Linked DNA regions of Rattus norvegicus: region 1 is linked to region 2. A link is a contact called in public HiChIP or PLAC-seq data. All regions are on one chromosome and are shown on one strand. Each heading gives the region's core, a stretch centred on a gene start, on an enhancer-like site or on the middle of the called end of the contact. The rest is flanking DNA. Distances are from core to core; before and after follow the strand shown. Region 1 holds the start of Ubqln2 (ubiquilin 2). Region 2 holds the start of Kctd12b (potassium channel tetramerisation domain containing 12b).

Region 1 (6,589 bases), core at 2,634-5,133, 240 kb before region 2:
CTCAATGGTAGCCAACTTGCAAATCAGCATTCACACCTTATCTAAAGAATGTAGCCACTATTCACCTCCAGGCAAATTATGGCATGGTATGAACCCAATGTAACCAGATCATCTAGTTTTGAAACTGAAGTCATAAATCTCTGTTTGGGAAACTTGCCAAGTTTTAGGTGTTGGCAGGCCAAAGACAGCACATGAATTGCCAGTTCATAACTTACATCCCAGAGATTAAAGTGGATATGCAACACTAGAATTTCTGGGAGTTCAAGAAAGACTGACTTGCACATTGCTTATTTATATATAAAGTAAATGAACAAAGCAAAAATTATTAAAAGATTGCAGTGAGCATGAAGGTAGAAAATATCACCCCAGAGCAGACTATGTGCTAAGTAAATTGTACATTTGCTCTTTTGTGTCATTTGTTATTTTTAGATTTAATTGTGTAATTTGATTTTCCAAGAGTAAATTTATCTCATTGTTCTTATTTTCCCAAAGGGAAATATAACAGTAATTACCTTCTTTGTGTCTGTTTCTCTCTCTGTCACTATCTCTCTGTCTCTGTCTATCTCTGTCTCCCTATGTTTCTGTCTGTCTGTCTGTCTCTCTCTCTCTCTCATGAACTAGTGCAGCTTTAAGAACATGTTTCTTTGTCCCATTGTAGCTGGTAGAGAACTTACACTATAGAGAAATGATTACTGTTCTAACATCACACAGCTATCCGTGACTGTGGTAGAGTTTTTATTCCAATGTCATTGACTCACATCTTGCCCTCTTTACATAACTGTTTCTCTAGTTGTAACGGGATGATGATGACGATGATGATGATGATGATGATGATGATGATGATGGTGATGGTGATGATGATGATTATTAATTTTCTGCCATGTGCATCCACAAGAGTGAAGAATGATAAGAATTTTCTTTGAGTTCTGTAGATCCACTCCAGGTAGACAATGCATTTTACTAATGCAGGACTTAGGTTTTTAGGATACAGCCATAACCTAGAAGTGCTCAGTAAAATTGAATGTTTCAGTATATTTTCAGTACTGGTTATCAAGTTGGCCTTCATTTCCCAGAGGAATATGAAGTTCTTGTTTCCTGCCATAGCTATTAAAAGTAATTCAGGTAATGCTTATGAAGAGCAGACTTAAGCATTCTGTAGCAGCTCTGTCAAGCTCCAGCATTACACTGTCTTTCACATCTTTACTTTTTTTTTGATTTTTGTGGTGCTGCGGATGGAACCGTGGGACTTTGTATATACTCTGGCTCAGCTCTTTTGCAGCTTTATAGATGGTGTGATCCATTGCTTTCATATTTAAACAAGATAAAATGTCTTTCTAGTATCTCACAAAAAGGAAAATGTTGCAGCAAGAGAAAAGGATGAAGGAAGAGGAATATTGTTTGTTTATCTTTGCTGTTTTCATTTTATGGCTGGCATGTTAGGTACCTTTTTCTGGTTTCTCTGTTGTCTCCTTTATTTGAATGTCTAATACACTTATTTTTGCTATTATTTGGCATTTAAAGCCTTAAAATGTATAAATTTGAATCGGAGTTCATTCACATAATACCCCATAAATCAAATGTTATTAAAGGTGAACCTGCTAAAAATGCAGATTCTTGTTCACCACTTATTTCAGTGGGGCCTAGAAATGTCTATTAGTACCAAGTTCCTTAAACTACCTATAGAGTAATCTTATGGCAATTATTGAGACATATATTCTCATTATAATTATGCTCATCAATTCATTCTACTAAGAATTTCAATTTGTTCTGTCTCAAAAGTCTTTAGTTTTCTTTAAATTTTAAGTGTTTTCTTCTTCCCCATTTTTGTTAATAGTATTTACCTTTAAGGGTGATTAAAGATAACCTGTGATATAATATTAAATTTCTCTTTATTTTCAGTAAAGTTAAACACATTGTAAACAGATGTGAACTGTTACTATCTAAAATCAGCCATTACTGGTAGCTTGTCATGTTTGCCTATATTTTAGAGACAAAGCACATTTTTACAGCTCTAACTCCAGTTCTGTGTAGTCATTGTCTTGAATCCTGTACCATTTCCTCTTCCTTGTGGCTAGATGTTTAGGATGACTGCCTCTTGCCCATTTATTTTCTCTTGTTTTCTTTTCTTTTTTTTCAGTTCTAGGCATTGAATCCAGGGTCTCTTTACACACGGTAGGCATGTGCTCCGTCAGTGAGCCACAGTCCAGCCTGTCTAGCTAATATAATATTTTGCATACATACGAACATATGTTTTAAACACCATAGATATTTACATTTGATGTGTGTCAATTAATTATGTTTTGAGATTTGTATTTAAAGCAAGTTCACTTTTCATTGTATATTATATTAGTATGAGACCTAGTATATATGATCATTTTTATACTAATTCATGGACATAATGACTCTATATTTTGTTTTACACTGAGATTTATTGAGGTATTTGTGATGTAATGATTTTGAAATGCTGTTAAATCATCACTAGGTTTTTGTATGGGAAAAGGATTTTCTGTGTTCAAAGCAAGAGAAATAAACATAAATGATTTCAGAATTATTTCTTTTATAATTCAGGTTTTCTATATCACTAATACTCCATTTTTATTTTCTTTATTTAATCTGTAATGATTATGTTCATTTCTGCCACGATTGTGTGCCTGTCAATTTTTACCTTTATTTTTGTCTGAAAATATATTTGTAGTTTTTAAAAATCATAAATGCAATGCATATTTATCCATAAAATTGAAAGTCTTATAAAAATAAAAAATAAGCCTTATTCACAATCTCATCTCCTATTAATAATTACCTTTATCATAATGGAGTCTCACCCTTCAGATTTATTTTTCACACATATAGTCTACAAGCTTTTTGATACTGACACCTACACGCCTGTATTATTTCCATTTGTTAAGAAAAACATAAATCCATAGAAAATATAACCCCAAATATCGTCTATTATTTCCTCCTAACTACAGTGCATTTAATGTATTCTTTTAGAGACACGTAATACTACATGAATTAGCCACCATCTTTTAGACACAGGGATTATTTTATTGTATGGCAAAATCATAGTATTCCTGCTACAGACACATTTAACTAGCTAAACGCTGTGTTTATAAATGCTACGTTGTATGTGTATATATATATATATGTATATATATGATTTTAGAATCGATTATTAGGTCTTTCTAAACAAAGGTGCAAATACTTAAAATGTCCATTTGTATTTTCAAACTGCCCGATTACAATTCCTACTACGACTAGCATGAGAGTGCATTTTCTCGGCTCCTGGTCAACAAGGTTTAACGTTCTCTTTCATCGGCGCCAATATGATAAACCCGAAGGAAAAAATCTCATTGTTTTATTTGAATCCCTTTGATTAGGAGCGAGCCTCATATTTTCAGAAGCCTGTTGGTCGTTTTTAGGCTCCTTTTGTAAAATGCTCGCTCCCGCCATGCCTTCCCTTCCCCCACTCGGGTGCTCGTTCTCCCTTTTTGCTTTGTCAGAGTTCTTTACTATTCATTTTTCGTCCTTTGCCTGGGATCGGTTCAATTCAGGCTTTCATCCTTTCACTGCCTCCCAGATTGCGAACCCACATTCTCCATTGGTCTTTCAGAGGCTGCTAAAGAAGCTGCCTCCCTCTTCCACCTCCCGGCCTCCTCCCTTCCCCCCCTCGCCTCGCCTCGGTCCCCTCGCTTTTCTCTCCAGCCTCCTTCCTTTTCCTTCCCTTTCCCCCTCTCTTTGTTTATTTCTCCCTCCCTCTCCCTCTCCCCTCTTCGCCCCCCCTCCTCTGCAGGGCAGGAGTTTTGCGCTCGGCTGCGAGACGCTCGCTGGGCTGGCGCCGCGTCAGCAGGGGGCGGGGCGCGGCCGGGGGCGGGACGGGGCGGGAGCGCGGGCGCCGCAGCTGCAGGAGTCGCTGGGAGTGCGCGCGGGCAGATCACAAGGCGGCGGCGGCAGAGACGGCCTGCAGGACCTGCTCTCTCAGCCCTTAGCCGAGGCCTACGCCGAACCGAGTGCGCAGCCGACGACCGGGAGGAGCCGCAGCCCTCATCTCTGAGGTACTGTGTTCCGCACTGCCCGCCGGGCCGCCCCAGTCCGCTGCCGCGGCGCCTCCTTCCCTCGCGCCCTCTTCGCTCGCCAGCGCCTTCCCTGTGAGCCTGCGTCACCGCGGCCGCCATGGCTGAGAACGGCGAGAGCAGCGGCCCCCCGCGCCCCTCCCGCGGCCCTGCTGCGGCCCCAGGCGCGGCCAACCCGCCAGCCGAGCCCAAAATCATCAAAGTCACTGTGAAGACCCCCAAAGAGAAGGAGGAGTTCGCGGTGCCCGAGAACAGCACCGTGCAGCAGTTCAAGGAAGCGATTTCTAAACGCTTCAAATCGCAAACCGATCAGCTCGTGCTGATTTTCGCTGGAAAAATCCTGAAAGATCAAGACACCTTGATCCAGCATGGCATCCATGATGGACTGACTGTTCACCTGGTTATCAAAAGCCAGAACCGTCCGCAGGGCCAGGCCACCACGCAGCCCAGCACTACTGCGGGAACGAGCACGACGACCACGACCACCACCACGGCGGCGGCGCCGCCGGCGGCGACTACATCATCGGCTCCCAGGTGTAGCACCACAGCTACTACCACAAATAGCAGCAACTTGGGGCTCGGAAGCCTTGCCAGCCTTGGTAACCTGGGTTTGAACTCGTCCAACTTCACCGAGCTTCAGAACCAGATGCAGCAGCAGCTCTTGGCCAGCCCCGAGATGATGATCCAGATCATGGAAAATCCCTTTGTTCAGAGCATGCTTTCGAATCCTGATCTGATGAGGCAGCTCATCATGGCCAATCCACAGATGCAACAATTGATCCAGAGAAACCCAGAAATCAGCCACCTACTGAACAACCCAGATATAATGAGGCAGACTCTCGAAATCGCCAGGAATCCTGCCATGATGCAAGAGATGATGAGAAATCAAGACCTGGCTCTCAGTAATCTCGAAAGCATCCCAGGTGGCTACAATGCTCTGCGGCGCATGTACACTGACATTCAAGAACCCATGCTGAATGCCGCACAGGAGCAGTTTGGGGGCAATCCGTTTGCCACGGTGGGGAGCAGTTCCTCCTCAGGGGAAGGTACTCAGCCTTCCCGCACGGAGAATCGGGATCCGCTGCCTAATCCTTGGGCACCACCGCCAACTACCCAGACCTCTGCGACGACCACCACCACGACCACAAGCAGTGGCACTGTGGCTGGCAGCAACACCAGCAGCACTACGGCCGGGAACACCATGGCTGCAGCTAATTATGTGGCCAGCATCTTCAGCACCCCAGGAATGCAGAGCCTGCTGCAGCAGATAACTGAAAATCCCCAGCTGATTCAGAATATGCTGTCTGCACCCTACATGAGAAGCATGATGCAGTCGCTGAGCCAGAATCCAGATATGGCTGCCCAGATGATGCTGAGTAGCCCACTGTTTACGGCGAATCCTCAGCTGCAGGAGCAGATGCGTCCACAGCTCCCGAATTTCCTGCAGCAGATGCAGAGTCCAGAAACCATCGCGGCCATGTCAAACCCGAGAGCGATGCAAGCGCTACTGCAGATCCAGCAGGGGCTACAGACACTAGCCACTGAAGCACCTGGCCTCATTCCAGGCTTCACTCCAGGTGTGGGGGTGGGAGTGCTGGGAACGGCCATAACCCCTGTGGGCCCAGTCACTCCCATAGGGCCCATCGGTCCTATCGTTCCTTTCACCCCCATAGGCCCCATCGGGCCTATAGGACCCACTGGCCCTGCCAGCTCCCCTGGCTCGACCGGCACCGGGATCCCGCCTGCAACCACTGTGTCCAGCTCTGCACCTACTGAAACCATAAGTCCAACATCAGAATCTGGACCCAGCCAGCAGTTCATTCAGCAAATGGTGCAGGCTCTCACTGGAGGAAGTCCTCCACAGCCGCCGAATCCTGAAGTGAGATTTCAGCAGCAACTGGAACAGCTCAACGCCATGGGGTTCTTAAACCGCGAAGCAAACTTGCAGGCCCTAATAGCAACAGGAGGCGACATCAACGCGGCCATTGAGAGGCTGCTGGGCTCTCAGCCATCCTAATTCCGTTTCTGTACCTTGAAAAAAATGTATCTTATTTTTGATAATGGCTCTTAAATCTTTAAACACACAAAATCGTGCTTTACTTTTATTTTGATTCTTTTAAATCTGTCTACGTATAAATCTAAAACGAAGCATTTTAAGGTGGAGTCCCTCCCTTCCTGCTCCTCCTCCTCCCCCTCCTCCTCCCCCCCTCCCCCAGCCTCCCACCCACCCTCTCCCCTTCTAGCCTGCCCTCTCCCCTCTTTGTTTCCTTCCCTCCTTCATTCCTTTCTTTTTTTTTCTTTTGATTTCCTTCCTTCTCTGATTTGAATGGTGGGAATCAATACTGTTTCACTCAAAGGTGTTGCATGCAAACACTTCTCTTTATTCTGCATTTATTGTGATTTTTGGAAACAGGTATCAGCCTTCACAGTTGGGTGAACAAGTTTTGTCCTACAGATGTCCAGTTTCTTTGCATTTTAAACATTAGCCTATGATAGTAATTTAATGTAGAATGAAGATA
Region 2 (6,701 bases), core at 1,785-4,284:
TAGAGTAACTATTGAATGGTGAGAAAAATCACCAACAAACACATGGTATAATAATGCCAAGAATGTCATAATCTCAGAGATGTGAGAAGAAAGCCATTTATAGAAGTTCATCTTGAATATATATATATATGTATATATATATGAAATGTAATTGATTTTGCAGATTTCTGAATACAAAAAGTGGTATTCTTCCAAAAAACATTATCAAAAGTTGAAGATGTTTTCCCCCATTGTACAAACAGATAATTTTATGGCAAATTAAAAAAATAATTATTTTTTCTTCTGTGTTGTTTTAGATATAGTTTTGTAAAAAATCAACTTGAAATTGGCACTTAGAAACCATTCTTGCTCAAAAAAATTGACTCACTGGACCCACAAGATTAATTGAAACCAAGGTAAAAGTTTGACGTCTCTGCCTTCATTCTGTATCTCTTTGCCTCCTTTACTTTGGCTGAAGGTACTCAGATAAATCTTTTTCTTTAACCTTTCCTCTGGAATCATCCTCCAGCAAAGGAGAATAATCCATAACAGTACACTTAGGAGCAGAGATAATAAGAAGAACCACATTGATTCCTTCCACGCAGTAAGCGTTTCTTCACGTCGTCTTACAGGAAGAGAGCTGAAATGGTCAAGCAGAGTGCATCTTGACTAGGGCTGCTTCATTATACATGTCTCTTACCCTTAATATCAAGTCCCCCTCTTCTCAGAGTGAATTCTCTGAAGAAATCTCTCTGTTTTCACAATTACTTGTTCCTCTGTCATATGCTGATAGTATAGCTGGGGGTGGAGGGCATGCGAAGACTGCCAGAAACCAGACTTCTGACCTGAAAATTTCAGTTATAAGCCAATGATCCAAAATCTTATGAATCAGAACTATAGTCAAGCTAGGGCAGTGGTTCTCAACCTGTGGGCCATGACACCCTTGAGGGTCACATATCAGATGTCCTGTATATCAGATACTTACATTATGATTCATAACAGTAGCAAAATTAATTATGTAGTAGCAACAAAAATAATTTCTTGTTTGGGCGTCACTACAACATTAGGAACTATATTAAAGAGTTGCAGCATCAGGAAGGGTGAGAGTCACTGTTCTAGGGAGTCAAACTGAGTGGTCTGTTTGCCACTCTGGTTAACAAAACAATGTTAGCTACTTTCAAAAGGACAGAGCCTTTATTCTGGGAGCAGAAATCAGAACAAAAGTCAGGATGAAACTGCACTGGAACTTCAGCTGCTGCCTTTCTCAGACGTTTTTAAATATAGGTATAGAAGCATTACTGTGAAAAGCTACATTTGATATTACTCATAGCTAGGAACCTTAATCTGTGAGTGGTTTTGGGTTGGTTGGTTTTTGTTTTGATTTGATTTGATTTTTTCTTTCTGTTAGAAAGAAAATGGAAGTGGTTTCTGTAATATTGAACATATCTAGCGCAAAACAGCCCCTTGTGCATACATTATAGCACTAATTCAAGAAGGGCATACTCCCCAAACAGGAAGATGTTTATTTTTCTTTATGTGTTTGCAATGTAAAAAATTCTTTTTTTACACATAAAGCTTCCCGTATAACTTTTTTCTCCCTTTCTCCAACCCAATGATTTCTGTTAAACTGGCTTTGCTTATGGGGAAACAGACAAGCAACAAACACAAAGAGTTCTCTTAATCTAACTGGCAGTCAGTTTTGGAAATGCTTTTTCCTCCTTTGTGGGGGTTCTGGGGGTGGGCAGCGGGCAGCCTTTTAAGAAACCCTGAAACGGCTCATTTATTCTCTTTCATGAATAAACCGGAGGCTGCTAAGGGTTTGTTGGTAGTGCCCTCAGTTAATCAAAGAAATAAGAGTCCCTGTAAATGAGGTGACATTTAATAAAGGGCTTAACTCAGGCTGCAGAGAAGACCGGTAAAAGCAGCTGTATGCCAAGCCCAGAAAAACCGAGCTGTATATTCTAGCATTTCAAAGGTGGTAAGGAACTAGCTCATGTATCGCTCCCTTTCTGGCTCTGAATAATTCTACTTGTAACCAAGATCCATGGTTTTCAAAGACAAAAGTCAGCTGTAGCAAAGTACATCATACTGTAAGCTCGTCAAAATGTGTGACTGCCAGAAAATATGCAGGAAGACATTTCTGAGGAAAACCAGACACTTTATAAACAACCAGCTTTCCATTTTATTAAGCTTTAAATCCCTGTGTCCTAATCCCTCTTTCTTACCGCCCTCCATTTTCTTCTGGAATCCTTCACTTTCTTTTCTCTGTCTCTTGGCTTCTGTCTCTCTCCTCTTTTAAACCAGTGTGTTTTAAATATTTACTTGTTTGTAAGAACAAACCCACACATTTAAAATAGAAAAGTGATGCCCACCTTTTATACTGCTCCAAGTTAGAGTTCCAAGAAAGGAGTTAACAGCTAAACTGCAAGTGTAAGCAAAGGGAGAAAACAACTTCAAGTGAGAAGAATTAAGAACCAATTATTTGCTTCAGCACTATCCCCTTTTGCTTCCAACTAGCTTGTGTCTGTGACTTTTTGTCTGCTCATAAAAGAAAATGTTAGCACCCAGATACAATAAAGTCAATCAAAATACTTTAAAAATTCACCAGATTCTCGAAAGCAATCTGAATTTTCTGAATTCCCTCCTCAGAAAGAGCTCTGGATGCTTTTGGAACTCTAAACTGCTTTCTAGTCATAGGCTTCACAGATCTCTCAATCGAGAAACAACAGACGCCTAGCCCCAGCTCAAATCCAGAAGGTCCGGAATTCCAGAAGCAATGGACTGGAAAGAAAAGACAAGAAAGCAGGGTGGTAAAATAGTTACCTTTGAGTCTTGAGCCACTCAGGTACTGCCAAGCCGAGCCTCAGTGCCTGTCTGCCTCAGTGCTGTGAGGGCTCAGCTCCACAGAGCTTTTCTGTTCTTCCTCTCCTCTCCCTTGCTGTGTGTTTTGGTGCTTGATTTGAGTTTTCCTCTTTAAAACTAGCAGTCCCGTAGACCCTCCTCCCCTGCTATGACATACTTGACTTCCTCTCCAGCCTAGCCAGCCTCCAGCTCTATTCTGCAGCCTGAAAAGAAGCAAAGCAGAGAGAAGGCACGGAACGGGGAGGGGGCAAGAAACAAAGGTAGTGGTGACGGTGAGGGAAGAAATTTTGTTCATCTTGGTTACAGCAGAGCAAGTAAACATTTTGCAGTCACAACTACATAAAGGATTTGTAAGGGGCTTGTTGTTTGTTTGTTTGTTTGTTTGTTTGTTTCTGAAACAGGGCCTTCTTACATACTCCAGGCTAGCATTGAAATTTACAGCGTTTGGTGTACCAGGAGTACCAGGATCACAGCTATGGGCAACCACAATCACATTCTTTTCAATAAAGAATTGGTTGGATTCCGAACTTAATATTAAATATGCTTACTTTAACACACAGAATCCTGAGTGTCAGATAGTATGCTGAGAGCTGAGAATAAAGAAATACTAGACACATTTTTTTTCCTTTCTTGAGAAGAAATAAGCACTGTAAGTATGATACTGCTATGGATGAGAAAAAGCACAGTATTGTAGGAACAGAAAGGAAGCATTCTGGGGCTATCTAGGGAAATCTGAAGGCTTCCTGGGGGAATAACGAAGTTTTACCGGATGCATAGGAATTAGCCACAAGCAGAAAGACATGATTAGCATGGCAGGCAGAAAGGACAGTGTTAACAAAGACAGGGGAGGGGACACCATGTATTAGCCACTACATTCAACTTTTTTAAAAATGCTAGAGTCAAGACATTAGGCTACCTCACTCCAAAAATCCTAGTTAATGTTGTCCAGATGTGGTATAAACCCGACTAAAAACTGAACCACTTATCCATCTAAGTTATTTCATTGTGTTTGCATTTCTTTCTCTAAGCACCAATGAAATCATTGGCTTGAAATGTGGATTTCTTCTCAAAACTGGGCTATGCCTCTCTAAATCTTAAAGTTTTTTCTCAGTCAAATAGTCCTTTCTGAGAGATGAGTTTTAAAATGGTTCAATTTGGAGTGAGGATATACTTACAGGTAGAACTTGACATACACCTAGAAATATCTGGAATCTTAATTCAAGATTTGTCAACCTCAGATTGCCCTGTAGGCAAGTCTGCAGGGGGCATTTTCTTGATTAATAACTGATGTGGGAGGGCTCAGCCCACTGTGCATGGTGCCACCTCTAAGCAGGTTGAGTCTGGGTTGCATAAGAAGGCTGAGAAAGCCATGGGGAGCAAGCTAGAAAGAAATGTTTTTTCCATGGACTGTGCTTTGGTTCCTGTCAAGATTCCTTCCCTAACTTTCTTTATTGATGAACTGTGACTTAGAAGTAGAAGATGAAATAAATAGTTTTGTTTCTGAGGTCATGGTCTTTATCACAGCAGTAGAAACCTAACTAAGACACTGTTTTTGACATGTAAACAATGCCCTTCCAAATGGGCATTGGCTGCTTCACATATTCAATGTATATGCAATAAATTCTAAAGAAACAGAAGTTATTAAAAAAGACTGTGTTTACAATCTAAAGCAGCTTGGTCTTTTTAATTCTGAGACCAAATGACCTATTTTAAGTTAGACATTTCTTTTTAAAGTAGTAAAATCCTCCCTAGAAAATTTACCTGTATTCCCAGACATTCCTACAGATCATATTCACCTTGATTATGATATATGCAAGTAAAATGTAATACCATTAACTAAATCTATTTTAATGCATTGTCTGGGCTAGGGAAAGATACAGTTTCCTCTGACGAGTATAGGGCCAAATTTCCAAGTGGCAGCTAAATAGACAATAGTGTTGACTGTAAGTCATTGCTTTTTTCCCCCTTTATTCTCATTCCCCCCTCTCTGAATGTGTGTGTGTGTGTGCGTGCGTGCGTGCGTGCGTGCGTGCGTGTGTGTGTGTGTGTGTGTGTGTGTGTACACATGCATATGTGTATATGTATCACATTTCCTCCCCCCTGGAAAAGTCTCTCAAACAACACCAGTATCTCAGATGCTTTCAAAAATCCTTTCTTGGCTGGCACTGCTTTAACTGCTTCCAAGTTTGACTCGTGTTTTGATTGAATCTGGAGAATATCTCTTAGAATTGCTGTTGCTTTTGGAGGAGTGGGAGTTCTGAGCAGATTGTCGTACGAAAAAAATTATAGTGGAAAAGGGATCTGCAAAATTCCCACAGTGCTCATCTGAATTTAAAATTAATGGAGTACGATCATTAACTTCTAAGTCACTTGACAAAATGATCTTTTTGTTCATTATAGATAATGTGTGGCTATCAAGGCTGTGTCGTTCTTTGTAGGGGGAATTTTCACACCTTAACACCTACATCCTGAACCCAAATATCTGCTAAACATGTGTGTATTTATGCACAAACATGTTCTTAACAAAAATAGGGCAGAAATATTCATGTCAATTACAAGTTTTGTTTCTTCAACTGATCTCATGGCCTTGGTTGGTATTTATAATACTGTCCTCTACTGCCCATTGTGTACTTCCTCCATCCCCAGCAAACACCTCAGCAGTTCTTAGTTGTTCTCCTGCTACCCATGCAGTTATTATCGAAGTGTCTGTGCCCTTTGTCATCCTGCCTGGATTAGGTTATTGTAGTTTCCCACTGACTTTGGTCACAGGACATAGCAGCGCCAAGACATGCCTTCAAGTATCTCCTGCACTCCAAACATTATCTTCCTTATGGTCACTGTGGAGAAAAATTCAATTTCTGCCTTAAGGATTTTATTGTTGAAATAAAACATCATGTCTAAATGCAAGTTGTGGAGCAAAAAATTTATTTCATTTTACATATTTTACACTTCTAGGTAACAGTCCATTACTCAGGAATACTGCTCACCATGGAATGAGCACATTTACATCAATCATTATAACACACACACAGACACACACACACACACACACACACACACACACACACGAGTGCACGTATGTGTGCATGTATATCATTTACCTAAATTACTTATAGTCGTCATGCTTTCTTGTGTCTGGCTAAGTCCTACTCATTGTTTCAAATTTACCTCTTGTCTCAATTCCTCCAGAGAGCGTCCCTGTTACCTCCGATTATATTAAATTTCCTTCCTTCTAGATAATTCCCTCCATCTTTTTGTACACCTCTCTACCATCACTCCTGCCATGGTATAGTGGCATTTATTTTGTACATAAATATCTCTAAAACCATATATATCTCTTAGAGCTTCTTTAATATAAAAAAAGTCTACAGTGTTTTCTAGTCTTATTTTAAAAGATTCTAACACAATGCTCTAAAATTGTTTGAGTCACACATCAGATGTAACATATGGAGATATAGAATACATGGCATGTTTGGAGAACATAAAATCAAGAATAGAAATTTGGTAATGCCAATGTTGAAGTAGTGAGTACATTAAAAAATGCTGTAAAAGAAATTGTAGCAGTGAATATAGAAAGACACGGGTTGTGCATGAGCAGAGACCCTTTTTTTTTAAAAAAAGACTGTTGTATTAGAGTTGTCTAGAGAAACAAAACTGAAGTAATATATATGTGTGTGTGTATATATATTCTATGTATATATGCATATATGCATATATAAAAATATGTACACGCATATATTCTATCTATATATAGGGTCAAAGGATCATACCATGCCTCTCTGTTCAGACAGAAGCCAGCTCTTAGTACAAGGAGTACAAAGTAGTTTATTCCGAGCCAATCAAATATGAATGCCCATAGA

The links. HiChIP or PLAC-seq counts read pairs in DNA pulled down with a chosen protein or histone mark.
Region 1: a contact with region 2 is called in an H3K27ac HiChIP or PLAC-seq map of oligodendrocytes, with 4 times the contacts expected there. The contact joins the promoter of Ubqln2 here to the promoter of Kctd12b in region 2. A contact is called at or near these places in 2 of 12 Hi-C or Micro-C datasets (the A7r5 cell line and the Rat2 cell line) and 1 of 1 datasets of contacts at active chromatin or transcription factors (oligodendrocytes).

The regions. Positions count from the first base shown.
Region 1 is chrX:21,229,522-21,236,110 of GRCr8, reverse strand. Ubqln2 (ubiquilin 2) reads left to right here and starts at 3,883. Exons shown (of 1, transcript NM_001108251.2): 1 at 3,883-6,589. The coding sequence starts at 4,171. The coding sequence ends at 6,087.
Region 2 is chrX:20,985,386-20,992,086 of GRCr8, reverse strand. Kctd12b (potassium channel tetramerisation domain containing 12b) reads right to left here and starts at 3,034. Exons shown (of 3, transcript XM_006256771.5): 1 at 2,803-3,034; 2 at 2,352-2,401.